Linked DNA regions of Mus musculus: region 1 is linked to region 2. Evidence: chromatin contacts called from public Hi-C data. All regions are on one chromosome and are shown on one strand. The core of a region is the stretch at or near the end of the contact, and the rest is flanking DNA. Distances in the headings are between cores, read along the strand shown. Region 1 overlaps Nxpe3 (neurexophilin and PC-esterase domain family, member 3). Region 2 has its middle 87 kb from the start of Nfkbiz.

Region 1 (5,392 bases), core at 2,352-4,851, 110 kb before region 2:
AATTAAATATGCACTGTCAGGAGAAATCCGGCACTGTTGCTGCTCTATGACAACAGGAAATGCCATCCATAAGCTGGCAGACCAGCATATGTGTAAGCATAGTTGTATTTCTGGGAATAGTCTTCGTCTGTTTTTGGAGGTAGACAACAGACTAGATTACATTTTCCCCTTTTCTTTACACAAACAAGCTAGAAAATATGCATTTTAAAAGTGAGATTTGGAAATACCAAACAATTTGGATTGAGTAACATGGGAGTGTTAAGGAGTTAAATAACTTGAAAACCATCGCGACTAGGCCAACTTAGATTGAAATGTCCAGGGCATACAGCATTGGCATTCGATCGTGGCTTCACAGATGACTGAAATGACTGGATTGTGAGTGGTGCCGAACCCTGGGGTGTGTAAGGAAGTGTCACGAAATGATTGGTGTTACTTGGAGATTACACATTTGAGTTATTAGAAAAGGAATAAGTTTTATGTCCTCAGGGAAAAGCTGAAAGAAATGGCTGGCCTTTCTGAGCACGTTTCTTTTCAAATGCCCTGAAGTGGTAATTGGAAGCTGGGCGTGGGGCTCAACTGCTCGGTTCTGGTTCTGATGGCATCTCTTCATGAGCTCTGCTCAGGGCCCTTGCTTAAGCTGCCTGCTTTGAGCAGCCAGGGCACTGATAGGAACTTTAAGGAGGTTGCGAGAGCCTACATCAGATCATGTGTGTGAGCTCCTCAGAGCGAGCCCAGAATAGAGTTAACTTGTAAGGCACACTAGCTATTACCATGTGATTTGAAACCTTGTTGCGGCCAGTGTGGCATCTCCCAAGGGAGGTGTAAAGGCAGAGAGATAGTGCCTCTCTCCAAAGGTGGTGTTACAATGTGTAGCTGAGCTACAATGTGAGTTCACTGTTGCTGATGCTTTTTAGTGCTGCCTCTGATTCCAAGAGACCTGAACCATTTGTGGAGCATGATCCATCCATCCATCCATCACATGGCACTGCTTCTCTGTATTTGACAATGGTGGTTCTCTGAATTAAAATTTGTATTTAGAACATTTAATGGAGCAGGAGGCATTGTGTTAATATTGCCATGTTAAAATTTGTATATACGTGTGTATATCATATATACATACACATATATAACTTAAATATATACGTATATACATGCATATATATGTATGTATGTATATATATATGTATAACTTAATGTGAGATTAAGTTATCATTTGGTTTTCAGGCATTGGGATAAAAACTGCTTCCGTTCTGAGATAACACTGTGTAGATGCTTGCTTGCGTTTCCTTGGGTTTTGCCTTTCTTTATTTTGAACTTCACTGAACACCCCCGTACACAGCAGGAATGCCTGAAGTGTTCTTTGCTGCCCCCGGTGCTCTCCACCGCCCCCCCCCCCCATCCACTTCTCATCTTCCCATTTTAGTGTGTAGGGGGGAAAACCTGGGATTTCTTCAAGCTATGACAACAGGAAGTCCTGTCTCTTAAGCTTCCAGGCTAGCAAATATGTGGGTATAGTTCTCTCTCTCTCTCTCTCTCTCTCTCTCTCTCTCTTTTTTCTTTTTTGGAAACATTTTTGTATCTGTTTTTGGAGATGAATTTCAGAATCTTATGATAGATCCCTTCCCCCCTCCCCCCTTTTTCTTTGTAGAAACTGATGACTTAGAAGTATCTCAAGGCTCAGGAATTTTTCCCTCCGGATATTTCTACAAAAACCAGTGGAGGCCCAGGAGGTTCAAGATGCGCCACTTTAATGACCCCGACAACATTACGGAATGCTTGCAAGGAAAAATGGTGTATTTGTTCGGTGACTCGACAATCAGGCAGTGGTTTGAATACCTCACTGCATTTGTTCCAGGTGGGTACTCTGCTACTGGTTTCATGACTGTCCCCAGTATGAGGGAAATCGTACTGGGAATGAACAGACTCATTTTTTGAGCCTGACGAGAGGAGTCAGGTGAGGAGGCGATCTCTCAGTAAAGGGTGCCCGCAGAGTCTTGCTTTGGTGGAGGTTGTCACGAGGTTCACACCGTTGACTCTCTCTGACCTTGGACGAGGCAGGCACTCCGCAGTGCTTCCTTCTCTGTGTCAGAGTAGACAGCGGAGCGGCACCGTGCCACCTCACAGGTGTCCTTTACCGCTAATCTTCTGGATCAAGAAACTGTCGGCCACGGCCGCTTGTCTCTTTCCCAGTTCCGTATGGCTCAATTCTAGGTCTGTACAGGAGCTTACTGGAAGGAAGCAGCCAAATGTGTATCTGTAGCAAAGGCATCCCTGGGGCCTCTCACTGAGAAAGACATGGCTGCTGTTTGGAGACTGTGGGCAAGGCCCAGCATTCTTAGCCTCACTCTGAGACCCACCCTCCAGATCCAGAGTAAGACAGTGCTGGTTGGAGTCCTACCACTCAGCCACAGGAGGCACGGTCTTCTTTCCCTAAGTGTGTGTCCTTACCTGTTAAGGATCAGGTGGTGTTGTGGGAACTATTTGTGTGTTTTTGTGTATGTGAGTATGGGCGGAAGTGGGCGTGAGTGAAGGAATGAGTATGGAGGCCAAGGTCAGCCTGGAGTGTTGTTCTCAGGCTCTGTCCAGCTCGTTTTGCGAGACAGCCTCTCACTGGCCTGAGAGACCTGGCTGTCGCTGCCTCCCCGGCTCCTCCGGCTTCTTCCCGATTCGCCTCAGGTCGCTGTGCTTGTATGGAAAGCACTGATTGACTGAGCCATCTCCTCAGCCTGTGTGGGGACTTTTTTTTTTTTTAATATTTTTAATTTTTTAAAAGATTTATTTATTTATGTATACAAATACTTGGCATGTATGTCTGCACACCAGAAAATGGCATCGGACAATCATGAGTTGCCTTGTGGGTGCTGGGAATTGAACTCAGGATCTTTGGAACAGCAGTGACTGCTTTTATCATTGAGCCATCCCTCCAGCCCTGTAAACAGAGGTTATTTATTTCTTTATTTTATTCTAATATAAACTCGCATTGTTTTGTGTGTGAGTTGCTTAGGATGCTCTTTTCATCATTTCTAATTTACTTTTTTTAAACATTTTAAAAAACATTTATTTATTTTATTTATGGGTCCACTGTAGCTGTCTTCAGACACACCAGAAGAAGGCATCAGATCCCATTACAGATGGTTGTGAGCCACCATGTAGTTGCTGGGAATTGAACTCAGGACCTCTGGAAGAGCAAGCAGCCAGTGCTCTTAACGGCTGAGCCATCTCTCCAGCCCTTTAATTTACTTTTTTAAAAGAAAAGGAAGTTGATTTTTTTTACCCCCAAAGGTTGAAAGTCAGTTCTGGCTTTTCTTTTTTCATGGAAGCAGATATGATTGAGTTCTAGTTAGTGAAGGCTAAACTACAAATCTGTTGGAGGAAGCAGTGTGTGGCGCGATGCTGGCAAAGCCTTGGTGCTGACCTCGCAGGTCTTCCAGGCCTCTGCAGTCGCCTCTTCATAATTTCTGATGACGTAGCTTGATATTTCCATTAATAGCAATGATCACATGGATTGTTTTGCTCATTTTCCACAAGACCCTTGACAGACAGATGTTCATTTGATAAAATAAAGCCTTGTGTGGGTGCCTGATCTTTATCAAAAGTAAACGATAGTGTGAACTTTTATTCACTTCAACTCTGGAGGCAACATAGTAGTGAGTCAGTCAAGTGGAAGAGTCTAGAGGAGAAGCTTGGCATGCCGGAGAGGAGAGAGTGAAGCCCGCCTTAACCCTTAACGGGAATAGAGGAATAGTCTAGTCTGATGTGTCCTTTTCAGAATTGCCTGTAAGTCTTGGCTGATTTATGGCACCCATGGAAGGGAATTGAGCACAGTAGACTTGGAAGGAAGTGCGAACAGGACTGCAGTATCAACATTTACTGTGTTTGTATGCATGTCTGTCTGTCTGTATGTCTGTCTGTCTGTCTGTCTGAATGTCTTTATGCATGCAATTAGTTTGAGACAAGCTTTGCTGTGTACTCCTGCTAGCCTGCAGGTTGCTTTATGTATCAGCCTGCCTCTGCTTGTGAGGAATCCTCCTGCCTCAGCTTCCCGGGTGTGTGTGGATTTTGTAGGAACTGGGCCATGAAACACAACTTAAGGGGGAGGGAGTGAAAAGATTTCTAATCTGTGCTGCTGACCCCTCCTGCCCCCAACACACACTTTGCTTTCTTTTTCTTTTATCTGAGACATGCTATCACTGTCTGCCTAGCCTGGAATTCACTGTGTAGACCAGGCTGGCCTCATGATCCTAGTGATACATCTGTCTCTGCCTTACTGGTGCAAGGCTCGGGCTATGTGCCATCACCCCCCCCCCCACACACACACACACACATTTAACTTTGTTATTTCTTATGTTAGACAAGTTTTCTTATAAGGTTTTCACTATGGGGTAAACTTAATAGTCATAAGAAACAGAACCACCTTTTTTTTTTTTTTTTTCTTATTGGAAAAACAAGGAATTTGCTTTTTTTCTTTTTCTTTTTTTTTTTTTTTAAATTCAGGAGTATAATTTAGATTATTTTACTTTCTAAAAAAAAAAAATTAGCCAGACAGTGGTGGCGCACGCCTTTAATCCCAGCACTTGGGAGGCAGAGGCAGGCGGATTTCTGAGTTCGAGGCCAGCCTGGTCTACAAAGTGAGTTCCAGGACAGGCAGAGCTACACGGAGAAACCCTGTCTCGAACAAACCAAAAAAATAAATAAATAAATTAAAATAAAATAAAATAAAAAAATTATTTGTTTACCTATTTTGAGGTGAGATCTCTCACTGTAGCCCTGGGAAGCTTTAAACTCAGTAATTCCCCTGCCTTAGCCTCCCAAGTGCTGGTATTACAAACATATGCTATCATTCTTGGGCTAAAAATTTGTTTTAATTGATAAATAAGTGCATGTATTTAGAGGGTACCTTGGGACCTGTAGATAGAATGATTTATTAAGCTAACTACATATCTGTAACTTCATATACTTATTTATGGGCAGTGACATCGTTTGGGATGCCTTTGGGAGAGTCTAAAGTATGTTATTATTAACCATGGCCACTCTGCTGTGACTCGAGGTGTAACTCAGGGTGCTAGGTCTCACAGCCTGGCCCTTCCTCATTAGCATAGGTATCTTTGATTGACTTCTCCTGTTTGCTTCCCAAGGTCCCTAGCTTTTGGTGAGTTTCTACTCTTTGAGTGTTAAACTCTTAACAGTTACTACACAGAAGAGACGCCGGGGTGTGTTTTTCTTCCTATGCTGAGCTTATCTCACTTAGCATGGCATCCTTCTGGGCCTATTCATGTTATTGCAAATGGCAGCATTTTCATTTATTTATTTATTTATTTATTTATTTATTTTTATTAGATATTTTCTTTATGTACATTTCAAATGCTATCCCGAAAGTCCCCTATACCCTCCT
Region 2 (4,713 bases), core at 2,040-4,539:
GCTGTGTTCCATCTCCAGTACCATGCAAAAGATATGCTTAATGCTATTAACATAAACTATCGATCTGACCACTTTAAAGTGTGCAAGTCAGCGACATGGGACCATGTCACAGAGGTGTGCAATGATTTCAACTGTCTTCTTGCAGCCTTTTTTGTTTTGTTTACAAGAAACTTTGTAGCCATTAAAGAATTCTTCATCATTCAACATCCTTAGCCATCAGAGAAATTCAAATCAAAAGGACTTTGAGATTCCATCACCACCCCTGTCAAAATGGCTACGATCAACATCACAAGTGATGGCACAAGCTGGCAAGGATGGTGGAGCAAAGGGAACACTCCTCCATTGCTGGTGGGAGTGCAAACTTGTATAGCCACTTTGAAAATAAATATGGCAGTCTTTCAGACAATTGGCAATCGATCTGCTTCAAGACTCAGCTATACCACTCCTGGGCATATTCCCAAAGGATGCTCCATGTTATCACAAGTACACTTGCTTAACTATGTTCATAACAGCTTTATTCACAGTAGCCAGAAACTGGAAAGAACCTAGATGTCCCTCAACTGAAAAATAAGGAAAATATGGTAAACCTAGTGCAATGGAAACTCCATGGAATCTATGAGAGTAACCGTAGCAAAGACTCCCAATAAAACAGAAGCCCTCCTTGGGGGTACCAACCCAACCTGGCACCTCAAGTCACTGCAGGACTAGGTCTATCCTCACCCACTGAGGCCAGACAAGGCTGCCCAGTTAGGGGAACAGGATCACAGTTAGAAGAAAGGTCACAGGAACGCCAGTGGTAAAGAAGAAGACCTACATTCTACAAGAAATCTGTGTTAGACAGGCAACAGAGTCAGGAACAGCCCCTGCTCCAGTTGTTGGGGACCCGCATGAAGGCCAAGCTGCACATGTGATGTACATGCCTTGGGGGAGCTAGTTCCAGCTCATGTATGCTCTTTGGTTGGTTCAGTCTCTGGCAGCCCCCAAGGGTTCAGGTTAGTTGACTCTGTTGGTCTTCCTGTGGAGTCCCTATCACCTCCGGGCCCCTTAATCCTTCCCAACTCTTCCACAAGACTCCCTGAGCTCCATCTCATGACTGGTCTGGGTTTCTGCAGAGTGTGTTTTAAATGGATTTGATTTTTCTATTAGTCCATTTCCCTAGTTTGATATTTACATCTCGTAAGCGGTTCCAGTGATTAGAGATTACATATCCATCTTTGCCAGGGCGAAGTCAACTTGATTAGTTGAAGCTATGACTCATTGTTCTTTATGACATTCACCAACTGCTGTGTGGGTTTCATTCCAGTGAGAGAAGACCCCATGTCAGCTCCTTCTTAGGTTTTGTCACTTTTTAATTTTTCCTGGGACATAGATGGCCAGCAATCTTATGAGACCCTTAGAAGCAGGAAGCGGAGCGATTAGAGCAGCAGGCACAGAAAGTGTCATCATGGAACTAAAGTAACTATTTTTGGCGTGTGGGGTTTTGGTTGCCTCAGTCTTTCCTTTGCTCCAGTTATTTCTTATAGAATATCGGTCTTGTTCTTTTACCACTGGCCTTCCTGTGACCTTTCTTCTGTCCCCACCCTTCCTGTTCTATTGCTGATTTGTGTTATATTTCCATGATATCTTGCAGGTCTGCCAAAAGAGAGTATCACACAGTCATTGATCTAAACCAGCAATTCTCAACCGTGGGCCTCGACTCCTTCAGGGGTTGACCGACTGTTTCCCTGGGGTCACATATCAGATATCCTGCATATCAGACATTTAGATGATGATTCATAACAGTAGCAAATTTACAGTTATGAAGTGGCAACCTCATAATTTTTGGAAAATAGTTTTATGGTTGGGAGTCACCATAATATGAGGGACTGTATTAAAGGGTCACAGCGTTAGGAAGGTTGAGAACCACTGCTTTTGCACATTAGAATGGAGTGAGGCCATACTAACATTTTTATTTTAGATTTCTGAACTTTGAAGGCAGTCTAGGCAACATAGTGAAACCTTGTCAGTATAAGTTAAAATAAATAAATAAACAAACAAACAAATAAATAGATAAATAAACGGTTCTAAGTAGGAATAAATAAGAGTATTCTTTAAAAATGCATAGCACAGTATATGCTGGGTGCTTAACAAATGATTTCTCCTGCTACTCTGCCATGATTTCTGCTGCAGTGAAATTAAGCTGATTATCTTTGAGGTCCTTCCAGCTTCAACATTCTGAAGTCCCTTTTGGGCGACTCCTTTTTCTCATTTTATCTGTCTGTCTCTCTTATTCTTTTCCTCTTTTGTCCAGTGCATGCTCCTAACCCCTTCTAGATCTTTTATCCTCACCCTTTTCCCCCCAAAATGGTTATTTTATTTATTTACATTTCAAATGTTATCCCCCCTTCCGGGTTTTCCCCTTCGGAAACCCCCTATCCCCTCCCCCTCCCCCTACTTCTATGAGGGTGCTCCCCCACCCACCCACCCACCCACTCCTGCCTCACTGCTCTAGCATTTCCCTGCGCTGGGGCATCAGGCCTTCTTAGGACCAAGGGCCTTCCCTCTCTTTGATGTCCGATAAGGACATCCTCTGCTACATATGCTGGAGCCGTGGGCCCTCTTTGGTTGGTGATTTAATCCCTGGGAGCTCTGGAAGGTCTGGTTGGTTTTATCCTCACTTTTATTTTTTAGGCTCTACGGCTTAGAGGGCGACACTCTCCCTGGTTGGCCCAGGAGCTGACCCCATTTGTGACCTTCGTTCCGATCCGTTCTCTCAGCAATGTTTCCTTCCTTTCTCACAGGGCGATGAGTCAAGATCACTTGACTTAGAAAGTTAACTCTCCTCCGTCATCACATGATCCACCAAGAACTGTGTATGATTTTTAATTGCTTTTGGGGTTGGTCTCCCTTGCAGGATCGAGGGCAGTCACTGGGAATGACTTTGTTATAGTGGCTGCTACTCCAAAGCCTCGTGCACGTTCAGGTTCATCCACCTCTGACATCGCATGACCCGCAATGTACCATCTAATGCTTTAATTGCTTTTTTGGGGTTTGTCTTCCTGGCAAGATAGAGTGCAATTACAGGGATTTCTTTTTACCCTGCAGTCACTTGGAAATGTGCGCTGGATCTCTGAATGTGCTGAAATGTTAATTCTCTGCAGAGCAGGTGTTTGTCAATAGTACATTGTGCAGCTCTTCGTGACAATGTTTTGAAATGAGCCAGACAGTGACTCTGCCCTTGCTTGTCTTCCTTCATTTGTAGTCCTTAGCTCAGAGACCTTTACTTTAGCTCCAGATCAGTGACTCATTTCTTCCTCTTGCCTCACCCATAGCTCTGACAACTGGAGTTATCCAGTTATCCGAACCCCAGTGAGTACGGTGCTGACCTGCTTGTCACTGTGAGCACTTGCTTTGGGCATGTGTGTGTGTGTGTGTGTGTGTGTGTGTGTGTGTGTCCCTGATTAATACCCCTCCTTCTGCCCAGGCTCCCGGAGGTTTCTCTACACTGTCTGATCAGATGTACTTTATCTGCCATCTTGTCTTTATTTCTGAGGCCAAATCCTCTGGCGGTTGCCTCATCCTGTGTTTGTATAAGAGAAATGAAGCAGATAATGAAGGTGGTGATGGGTTTAATTTAGTAAAAGGGTCATTTTGTTCCTGTTGGATGCTAAAACCTATTTGTTCGGCTTGCGAACTTACAAAGCATAAGTAATACTGTCTGCAGAGTGTTCTGTAGAGACCATGAAGGTGCCCTGCCTGAAAACGTACTGTAAGCAGGCTTCACAGCTGTAAAGCCTGTACTCGCCTGCCAGGTACTGTTTACCAGGGCTTCTCCAAGTAGTGACCGGGAGGGGCAGTAGAGCCAGGTGGCTTCCTCTAGATAGGGATGCACTTTAATGGCTACTCCTTATTCATCCACAGAAATCCTGGGTCAGAAGTTAGAGCTAAACTTCAGCCAGACTCCGGATCCTTTTCTGTCCTTTCTCCAGTGTCCAGCTGGCATCCTGATCTGAGGGTCTCCCTCTTATGCCAGCTGCCTTATCCTTAATCCTTTATAGCCATCTCTCCCAAGAAGCTTCCAGTTGACCAACTTCCTCATGGAAGAGCTCACACAAGGTCCCAGTACAGCATTGTAGGTAAGACAAGTACACAAGGAATATAGACTTGTTTCCAAACAGGCATGCAACTTTAAACTTAAAAAGTGTCTATTTAGTATTTTCTATTGGATGCTCTTTCCATGAAGCAAGCAAGTATCACCTTCAACATAATTCTTCGCCTAGTTATCTGAACACAGTGATGAATAGCAGTGCTTAAGGGAATAACAAAATACTAGTTCTAAAGTGGGAGTGACAGAAATTTATTGGAGGTTTTCTCTGTACCAGGCTTAAGTACTTCGTGAGTATTTTTCTTAGTCCTCATAGCATCTCTGTGGAGAAGGTACTGCTGTCATTTTACATTTTCAAGTAAAAGGAGAAGTTAAAAAAAAATTACTCAAGGTTGCCCTGGGGCCAGTGAGCAGGCACACAAAGCTTTGAGTTCATGGGATTATGCTGTTCTTGTGTTTCATTGAAAGGTGATTTTGGAATTAGGGTAGACTGTAGTCATCCTGAGAAGTTTCAAGTTTGAAGAACGTTCCAGCTCATGGGCTGGAGATTCTATAGGCTAGGTCAGATCACAGCCCATCAGAGCTCACGAGTTTTAAGCGTTCAAAATGTCATTTTATTTTATGGTAAT

Evidence for each region. Hi-C and Micro-C count contacts between places; a contact is called where the count stands out from the background.
Region 1: a Hi-C map of group 2 innate lymphoid cells shows a contact between it and region 2, with 6 times the contacts expected there. The contact joins two enhancer-like sites. A contact is called at or near these places in 6 of 39 promoter capture datasets (the 3T3-L1 cell line, the C10 cell line, embryonic stem cells and 2 more), 2 of 15 datasets of contacts at CTCF or cohesin (CD8 T cells and large pre-B cells), 23 of 484 Hi-C or Micro-C datasets (3T3-L1-derived adipocytes, B cells, CD4 T cells and 16 more), 9 of 115 datasets of contacts at active chromatin or transcription factors (the 230-238 cell line, CD8 T cells, bone marrow-derived dendritic cells and 5 more) and 4 of 9 other capture datasets (adipose tissue, liver, macrophages and 1 more).

Annotation. Positions count from the first base shown.
Region 1 is chr16:55,846,075-55,851,466 of GRCm38.p6, reverse strand. It overlaps Nxpe3 (neurexophilin and PC-esterase domain family, member 3), which reads left to right. Exons shown (of 6, transcript NM_001134457.1): 5 at 1,649-1,855. Among named protein-coding and RNA genes, the nearest start is that of Nfkbiz, 27 kb to the right of the region's middle. Within about 2 kb of position 3,601, at least 4 of the 459 cell types and tissues checked have an H3K27ac peak or open chromatin away from gene starts, as enhancers often do. A contact at or near this core is called in group 2 innate lymphoid cells and regulatory T cells, where this site is marked.
Region 2 is chr16:55,732,542-55,737,254 of GRCm38.p6, reverse strand. No RefSeq gene overlaps it. Among named protein-coding and RNA genes, the nearest start is that of Nfkbiz, 87 kb to the left of the region's middle. Within about 2 kb of position 3,289, at least 75 of the 459 cell types and tissues checked have an H3K27ac peak or open chromatin away from gene starts, as enhancers often do. A contact at or near this core is called in group 2 innate lymphoid cells and regulatory T cells, where this site is marked.